Linked DNA regions of Rattus norvegicus: region 1 is linked to region 2. A link is a contact called in public Hi-C data. All regions are on one chromosome and are shown on one strand. Each heading gives the region's core, a stretch centred on a gene start, on an enhancer-like site or on the middle of the called end of the contact. The rest is flanking DNA. Distances are from core to core; before and after follow the strand shown. Region 1 overlaps Il18rap (interleukin 18 receptor accessory protein). Region 2 has its middle 26 kb from the start of Il1rl1.

Region 1 (4,836 bases), core at 1,890-4,389, 130 kb after region 2:
AGGGTTTCGAAGCTGATGGATTAAACATGACCATGTGATTCTTTTTCTTAAAGTGATTTGAATTTTTATTGGAAATAGCTATTTTATATACGTATATTCTGATTATGGGCTCACTTTTTTCAACTCCTCCCAGGTTACCCCACCCAGCTCCTATCCACCCAAATCCACACCCTATCTCTCTTTGTCATTACAAAGCAAACAGGCAGCTAGGAAACCAAATGATCAAACCAGAATAGGACAAACAACAGAAAAAGGAGCCAAAGAGAAAGCATAAGAAAGACATACAGATGCAGATACAGGTGCGTACACACACCCGCACACACATACACACACACACATACACACACACACACATACACACACACACATACACACACACACACATACACACACACATACACATACACACATACACATACACACACAGGCACACACACACACACCCACGCACACACACACCCGCACACACATACACACATACACACATGCACACACAGAGGCACACACACACATACACACACATACACACACACCCGCACACACATACACACATACACACACACATACCCGCGCACACACACACACACATACACACGTATACACACGCATACACACACATACACACACACAGGCACACACACATACACACACAGGCACGCACACACACACACACACACAGGCACACACAGAAATCCCTTAAGAACACAAAATCCTAAATTGTAATATAACAAAGCAAAATCTATAAGATCAATTTTTAAAAAAAAGTGTGGGGAGGTGGGAGGCCTACTGAGCAAGTGTGCATGACAGCTTTCTCTCTCTGCTGTGGGTTCTGAAGAATGCTTCCAGCGGCACACTGTCATGGGGGTGGCATTACTGTCCAGTTATTTGAAAAGGCACCCACACCTCCTATTATTCATCTCATAACTGTCTTATTGTTAAACAGGGGGATCGTGAATGTATTGTCCAAATTACACCATAGAGTAAAGATCAAATGTATAGCGCCCTGAGTCTCTAATCTAAGTTCTCAGTTATGCAGGAAAATTAGATGACTTTTATATGCTGGTAGTGAGTGCAAGCTGGCTGATATTAACCACCACCTCCTTCCCAGCTGCCCATACACCATCTGTTCAATAATTTACTCAGTATGTTGGCTAGGAACTGATATTGGACCCCTATTTTAAAACGTCTGGTTTATTAATTTCCATTGATTATATTAAAATGAATACAACTATGGGATTGAAAAAATAAGAATGGCATTGTAGGGTGATTGGAGCAAGAGATTGTGCGAGGGTTCTAACTAAGGAAGAATAACATCACAACAGAGAAAGACAAGGAACCGATTCAGTGAAGATGGGCAAGCTGCTTGTTGAGTTAGACGCGGAGTTCTTGCACGGTATAAACCCCACTAGATTGGAAATAAAAACTGTGGGTTGCTCATGCTCATGCCAGTGGGGATGGAGCCCTGCTAGCATGTTTAAACTTTCCCAGTGTGCATTCCTATCCACAGAGCTGGCAATGAAGGGAGGAGACACTTTTATGGAAGAAGAGGAACAATCAAATGCTTTGACGAAGGATGAGTTAAAGAGGCAATCATAACATTTTAGAATCTTTTGGCTCACAATAATTCATGGTGTTTGTCAAGCTGTAGACAATAGAAACTGGCTCAATCATAGAGAGCGAAGATATGATATGCTTAAATCCAGATGTGGCGATGATGATGGTGAACAGCCATTTCAAGCCCATGAAGGAGAACAGACTGAAAATATAAACCCAGGAAGTCCCTTCAGAACAGGTAGGGGATGGCCAGGTAAACAGCACCATTCCTAGAGAACCCTACAATTTTGGGGTGCTCCCTAGTACCGTGCTGCCTGGTAGTAAAGCTTCAGGATAGGACACCACAAAAATCCAGTGATCGCTCTCTCACTAGGAGTGATTTTGTTCTCCTTACATGCACCCCTAAACATCTGGTTTCCACTTGTTCTTCCCAGGACCTCCGACTCTCCACACAGGTTGCACTGTGGATGCTCCCCCTTTGTACTTTCATTTTTTACCTCCCCTCCTCAGAGCGGAACATAGTACTTTGGGCAGACGTCTCTGCGTCTCCTTCCTGCCAGTCTTGCATGTGACTGAAAAGACTGCTGAGCTCCACATCTCTTCACATGTTTCTTTGACATTTCTCTTGAGTTCCATCTCACAACGTCATTTCATGGTACACACTAAGCCGTAGTCACTATCTATAGAACGAGGAACAGGTCTGTTTGGTTAGCCATCTACGCTCCTCAGTGGACCGACTGTGGTCTTTCTTAGTGATGGTGCATTGTGTCACCACTCCACCAGAGTCTTAGGAGATTTACTGCCCACAGTCTATGCTCTGCAGTTTGTAGGCTCTTAGTGGGTTTTCTAAAGCTTTATCTCCGGGATTTTCTTCTTGTTCACTTCTGGAGTGTTCTTGATCTTCACAATCGCCTGATAAATATTTCAGCTGTCTGTCTCTGGCACTTTCCCTGACTTTTCCTCCTGACTTGTAACTACTCTATGACCAGTGTGGTCCTGTCTGTGCCAGCCCGGGAAAAGCTCTTTGTTGGGCCACAGGAACTGTGCCAGACACTTGGAGGTGGGGAAATTCCTGCTTCTACCTGTGAGAAGGCCAGTGGAAGGGAAATCCCTCAAGTAGCAGATGAGACTCTTAGTCAGAAAAAGGTTTAATATTCAGTTCTTCATTTACCAAGCATGCCCGTGTTAGATTTTAACTTAAATTATGAAATACTTTTCTCCTCGTTTGTAAAATAAAAGTGATAAAATCCATGTGAAGCCCAAGCCAGACACTCCTCTGGACAAGTAAGTGATAGGTCATATGGAGAGAAATCAGAGAGTTGGTTCAAGAGAGAGGCAGTCTGAGAGGAATTGTCCTTTAGGTCAGAATCTTACTAAGGGAGTTAGTGAAACTACAGACTACACTCTGCCTCTGAAGAGAAAGCGGTCAGTCTTGTAAGGCAATGCAAGGTGTCCTGTCCTAAAGGTTTCCGAGGGAGGTATGAATACAGCAGGAGGAAGTGGGAATATTGGGCTCTGTGGGAGAGCTAAGAGAGGAGGAAGACTGAAGGTCAGTCATGGCAGCTGCCCTGATGTGTAAGGCCAGTGGCATCTGGGAGCTTTGTCATCTAATGCGAACCACATGGAGTCATACATAAGAGAGAGTTTCGCAACCTCTGTAGAGATCAGGTTCTCCACCGTTTGTTGTCTCTGCTTTCTCCTTTCTTTAGATTATAATCGTAAAAGATCTACTCTTGATGTTCCCAGGAGAGTGGAAGGTCCCGTGTCATAGAAGGCATCACATAGGGAGTTAGTCTGCAGGATTTAGGACAGTGGTGACAAATCTTTTCACAGATATTGACTGAGGCCCCCCACAGTGCCCTAAAATCCCAAGTGATAAGAAGGTGGTCACAATAGTCTTTACTTCCGAGTCCAAGAACACCACAGCCAACTTTAGACACTTTGCTCAAAATGTCCTATCACAGCACTCTCCTGCTTTAAAACCTTCCTTGCTTTGTGCTCTCCTGAACTCACAGGTCCTTAAGGAAGCCGTTTACACAGATCAAACACATTCAGTCCACCTTGGCCTTCTTTCCTGTACCTGAGCTTTACTCTGCATCGTCCTACAGTGATGTTGATTTTTTAATTGGTTCCCCTGTGTTCTTCGCAACTCTCCTCAGACTCAGGGAGGTAGCCCTGTTTTATGGGAGCCGAGAGGTGTGTGCTGCTGCCAGGTGCTCCCTGAGCACTCTGGGATGTGACAGAAGAGCTTGAGACTCAGTGCCTGGAGGCCCACGGCCGACTGTGTGAAGGGACTCACGCTTACTCCCTACCATGTACCCACGACTCACTTACTTCCCAGGGCCAGTGTCTACTTCTAACAACTGTGGACAGGGATGTTCCCCCATCGCACCCTTACTGTAAAAAGGTGGTGCCTGTGCCTGGAACCACAGATTGCTTCCAGAGAGCATAACTGTCATGGGAAGGCGGGGCGTGTAAAGGAGCCAGAGCCCAGAATGAGACCAGATTAGTCTGTGAGGAGCTACCGAAGGATTCTAAGAGACAGCTTCTTGCTTGACCGAAGTTCAGTCTCTGAAGCTTTTCTATGGGCAAAATGAATATCAATAAGAACTCTGGGGTGTTTAATTTCTTATCTTTTGGATTAGGATGGAAGACTGCTGCCCGAGTATAAGAAAAATCCAATTGAGATGGAGGATATTTATGATTTTCACCAAGGCTTGTACGTGTGCGATTACACTCAGTCAGATAATGTGAGTTCCTGGACCGTCCGAGCTGTGGTTCAAGTGAGAACCATCGGTAAGTGACTTTTTCTGAACTCTTGTGGACCGGTGAAAATCATCTTTATTTGGTTAAGTGATTATTTTTCTTTAGATTAAGAAAAGAGATAGTCACACACTGGCAACCATTAAAGGGTTGCATGTTGGCAAACCCAGTGTCTCCATCAACGAAGTCTTATTACACAGAGGGGCTCAGCTCTGGGTCATGTTCATCTTGTCTTAAAGTGGGATATCTGTTCCTTTCTTTCTGGTTTATTTTTGCAAGAAATTTAAATATGCATTGGATAGTTTCTACTTGTGTATTTTATTTTTTAAGAAAAGGAACATCACTGCTATGGCTTGAGATCTGTTTCCCACGAGGCACTGAAAGATTATAGTCTAGATCAGTGGTTCTCAGCCTCTTTGATATAGTTCCCTTGTGTTGTGGTGAGCCCCAACCATACAATTATTTTATTGCTATTTCATAACTGTAATTTTGCTACTGTTATGAATTGTGATGTAAATA
Region 2 (4,563 bases), core at 1,126-3,625:
CTGGGGGGGAAAGTCATACCTTAATTTGCCAGAGTAGAGCAAAGAAGCCATTTGACATTTCCCCCACGGCACTGTGGCGCCCTCTCGTGGGGATTATGGGAATGCTTCTGCTCCCCCGGGGTTCACGCACGGGAGTAAGTGGGGGTGGGTGGCTAGGCAGGACACATTGTTTCTAGAAGGTTCTTGAACTTCAGGCTAAAAATGTGTTCTTTCTCTTTAGTCTGGATTATGCGGATAGGTCCCTGCTTCTAGGCTGAATTGCTTCTTAGGCAAGCCATATTGCCTATGTTAGAGCACCCCACCCTCACCATACCTTGTAAGAAAATGTGCTGCTGAGGCCTCGATGAACATATTGCTGTCACAGATGAGGTCCTCTTGATGTAAGACCGTTGGGACCATATCCATTTAAGACTGCTGATTTTGGGGGGTAGGCCTTGAACTATTTAAATACGAATAATGAGATACTTTGGGGCTGGAACCCAAGTCTGATAACGAAATTTTATTTATGTTTGATATGCCACGTACACACAACCTCCAGGTAATTTAGTTTCCATATTCAGTTCATTCTGATTTCAAATCTCATGAGGGCAGGCTGACTTTTCTGTGAGAGGTAATGTTGTGTAAGTGAAAAAAAAATCTTGCCGATTTGAGAGCATTTCAGACTCTTTTTGAAACCCTGGCTCGGCTTGTAACTGTAATAATTATTAGTCCTACTGCATTAGTATGACTTTTATTGCTACATGGTATCTGATGTTTACTGGATAGGTACAATGGGTCAGGCAGGAGCTCCAAACACAACAGCAGCACCTCTGTAGTAGTAGCTCCTGTATAATTTTGGTAGAGGAGCCAAGTGGTGGTCTGGTTGCTCAACCCATGAAGCATGACTGTGGGAAAGCAGCCGAGACTACCTCATCTGTCGCTGTCCTCATCTGTCGCTGTCTTCAGACACACGAGAAGAGGGCATCAGACCTCATTACAGATGGTTGTGAATCACCATGTGGTTGCTGGGATTTGAACTCAGGACCTCTGGAAGAGCAGTCAGTGCTCTTAACCATTGAGCACCCCCTCCCTCTCCCTCTCCCTCTCCTTCTCTCTCCCTCTCTCCCTCTTTCCCTCTCTCCCTCTTTTCCTCTCTCCCTCTTTCCCTCTCTCCCTCTTTCCCTCTCTCCCTCCCTCTCTCTCCAGCCCAATCCTACCCCAGCAGAAGGGCAGCTGGTAGGTTCCAAACCCAACCTTTCCACATTGTACAGGATTGCTCCTTTTGTCCTGCAGGGGGCACCCTCGTTCTTTCCCTTCTGTCTGAATAGAATCTGTTTGGAACTAGTACTGGAAGGCTCTATGCACATTACTGGAGGTAGTGGAGAAACCATTAGTCTCACCAAGCTGTGAATATCATGACCTACAAGATGCCTACTAGAGCCTTAACTACACATGGTGTCAGCCCTGTCTTTCAGATACTCTTAGCTGCTGCCCTGGTACACTGCCAAGGATATCAAATGGGTTTTGGTGACACCTTCATGTCCTTTGACAAATTTGAGTCTGCCCAGAGCTCTGACAGAGGTGGTCCTGGGAGAAATATATCTATGCTTAGGCTGCCATGCTATGTGGTAACCATCTTGGGTCTTGTGCTCCCCAGAGAGAAGCATTCTAGGGGTACAGGTAGAGCACGCAAGTAGTCAAGGGTTATTTTGATCAGCCAAGAAAGTAGAAAGTACACCTTCTAGAATGCAGAGTGCACTGAGCTGTGGCCGTGGCAAGCAGCTACTTCTAGCGCATTAATCCTTTAATGGTAGCAGTGCAGCATTTGGCGCTCCCGCAGTTCTGTGTACCAGAAGTTCCTGCCCCAGCTTCCTGCAGTGGTCTACTCTGATACACCAGTCTGCTCAAGATCCTTTCCATGCTTTTCAGAAACCAGAAAATTTTTTGCCCAGGTATGAGCAATTGCCTAAGTGCATCTGCAGGACTCCAGGCAGCACCCCACGCCCCGCAGGGATGAGCAGTTGCCTATGCTCATGTCCCCCACCAGGCAGCACCCCCTCTTTTGTAGTTTACTGATGTCTGCTTTGGAGGCACAGGATCTGAAACTGGCCAGATGAGCTGACACAGGCAGGGTTACCTACCTAGTTCCTCTTTTTTTCCTGGTACTCAGTTCTAGGAAAATTTATCTTAGAAATCCTTCTTCCTTATTTGCCTGGCTGGGCGAGGAAGAGATACTTTTTTGTTGTTGTTGTCATTTTTGTCTTTTGTTTTTTTTCCCCCCACAAATTGAACACCAGTGAAAACCTTCGATGTCTTCAGATGAGTAAAAGTTGGCCATTGGGCTGCGGAGGTGGTGGTCATTGTTGGGTGTGATTCGTTCTTATGAAATGCCATTGACCTCAGCTAAAACTTCAACATCAGCTCTGCTGAAAATCAGGGACAAGAGGAAACCACACCAATGGCGTCATCTTTTGTCTCCAACCTTCACATCGGGACAGTCAGAAGGTTTGAGGTAGACATGGTATAAGAGTTAGGTGCCTGTGTCCACTGTTCCTCTCAGCACCACCTCAGGAGATACAGGACTGGGAAAGGGCCCCCCCCCCTGAAGTTTATTGTATATGCCCCCCCCCAAGAGATTGCTAAAATGTCACACTAAGTTGGGCCACTATAAGTGCAGTTGATTTAAATTACAAAATGGCTCAGAAGCAACTTTTATAAAACATTTATTCATGAGTCTGGTTGCTGGGAACCAAACCTGTGAGAGCATCATATACTCTTAATCACTTCGGCTCCGGAAGCAACTTTTAATGCACCTACTCGATGTAGCTAGCAATTGCTGTCTGTTGTCAGGACAACTAAAGTTGAACCCCTGACAACCTGATTCCCCCTTCTGACGTTTTCTGTGTCTCCAGATCTTCGATATGTCTGGTGAAGTTATATTTTCTTCACTGAGCCCCTTCATGTGTTCAGAAACACTAGCCTTGGGTAGACACGGTTATCCTTGCCTTGAACGAAGCTGAGTGACTAGCAGGTCTCTTCTCTTGGCTGGGGAAAGCCCAGCAAGAGAAAGCACATAAGCAAGAGGTGCAGGACCGCCACTGCACACACTGGCGATTCGTACGGCTCTTCAAGACACAGCAGCATCTCCCAGAGTGAGCCAGGCTGCTTTCAAAATACAAACCAACCACAGCTACTAGTTGAGAAGGGTATTTAATAGTACATGGTCCTTCGTCTGGAAGATAAGCGCCCAGGCAGTGATCACGGAAAATCTTGTACCAGTCAGGTGTGCTTCCCATTCAAACAAACTGATGAGATTGTTTTTCTGTTTTTCAATGTTTTGTGGTTTGGATACATTTGAAGGATACCCCCCCCCCTCATGTGTTGGGGACCTGTGTCCCTTCTTGGCAGTGAGAGGTGGTGGAGCCTTTAGGAGACGGGAACTGGAGGGAGTTAGCAGGTCACTGAAGGACCCATTTAGGAAGAGGTTAGTGTAGTCCTGAAGAGACCCCTGGGCTTTGTGAGAACCAGTAATTGTAAGAGTAACACCATTGAATCTTTGCCATGTTCCTGTTTGCACGACTTGGTCTTTCCACCATTGTTAAAACCATCTACATGTTACAACCTGGAATCTGCTAGGTGGGAGAAATAACCCCAATTTCTTTACAAAGTTGCCCAATCTCAAGTATTTTATCACAGGAATGAAAAACGGCTATTGTGCAAGCCTATCAGACTTGTTACTGTGTAACCATTTCTGTAATGGCAAAATTGTGATTTTTCTGGGTCCATTTGTTTTGTTTGCTCTGGTTGTTAGGAAAAGGAGAAGGTGTGGAAATGGTTTTCTGGGACATGTGAAAAAGTTTCTTTTAACTGGAACTGTGTGCTATAAATATTGGAACATGATAACTCTACTTTTCTGTTTTCCCTCCACACTTTTTCCTATCTCTCTCTCTCTTTTCCCTTTCCCTTTATTGCTCTCTCTCTTTTAATCTTCCTTCCTCTTTCCCCTTCTTCTTCCAGCACTCCTGATCACTCTTTACTTGCTTATGTGTTTCTTTATAGTTTTTTATCATTTGAGAATGAATTAATACATATAATGTATTTTATCAAATATGCTCTTTCCCTCCCAGTTTTCTCTCTATATCTTTACCACTTATCCTTCCAACTTCATGTGTTTTTAAAACAAATACACACACACTGACACATACAAACACACACACAAACACATATTGACATACACTCACATATACACTTTCAAATACACACACACACAGAAACACTCCCATTGATTTTAAAACAAACACACACACACACATTCACACCATTCACACACACACACACACACACACACACACACACACACACACACACACACCACTGAGTCCGCTTAGTGTAGCCTGCATGTCTGTGTGTGTGAGACCATCTACTAAAACTCCTTCAGCCTGGAAGAAAACTGACATTCCCTACCCCACCCCCAGTGGCTGTCCACTTTCAATCATCCTGGGCTAGGCTTGGGACTCCATGCTCCATGTTGAAATTCTGCCTGGCTTAGTACTGTGTGGGTTTCTGCACCAGTCTCAGCAGCTT

What was found. Hi-C and Micro-C count contacts between places; a contact is called where the count stands out from the background.
Region 1: a Hi-C map of the A7r5 cell line shows a contact between it and region 2, with 4 times the contacts expected there. The contact joins two enhancer-like sites. A contact is called at or near these places in 5 of 12 Hi-C or Micro-C datasets (the A7r5 cell line, the Rat2 cell line, hepatocytes and 1 more).

What each region holds. Positions count from the first base shown.
Region 1 is chr9:50,276,207-50,281,042 of GRCr8, forward strand. It overlaps Il18rap (interleukin 18 receptor accessory protein), which reads left to right. Exons shown (of 12, transcript NM_184047.2): 6 at 4,200-4,350. Among named protein-coding and RNA genes, the nearest start is that of Il18rap, 15 kb to the left of the region's middle. Within about 2 kb of position 3,140, at least 4 of the 93 cell types and tissues checked have an H3K27ac peak or open chromatin away from gene starts, as enhancers often do. A contact at or near this core is called in the A7r5 cell line, where this site is marked.
Region 2 is chr9:50,144,031-50,148,593 of GRCr8, forward strand. No RefSeq gene overlaps it. Among named protein-coding and RNA genes, the nearest start is that of Il1rl1, 26 kb to the right of the region's middle. Within about 2 kb of position 2,376, at least 5 of the 93 cell types and tissues checked have an H3K27ac peak or open chromatin away from gene starts, as enhancers often do. A contact at or near this core is called in the A7r5 cell line, where this site is marked.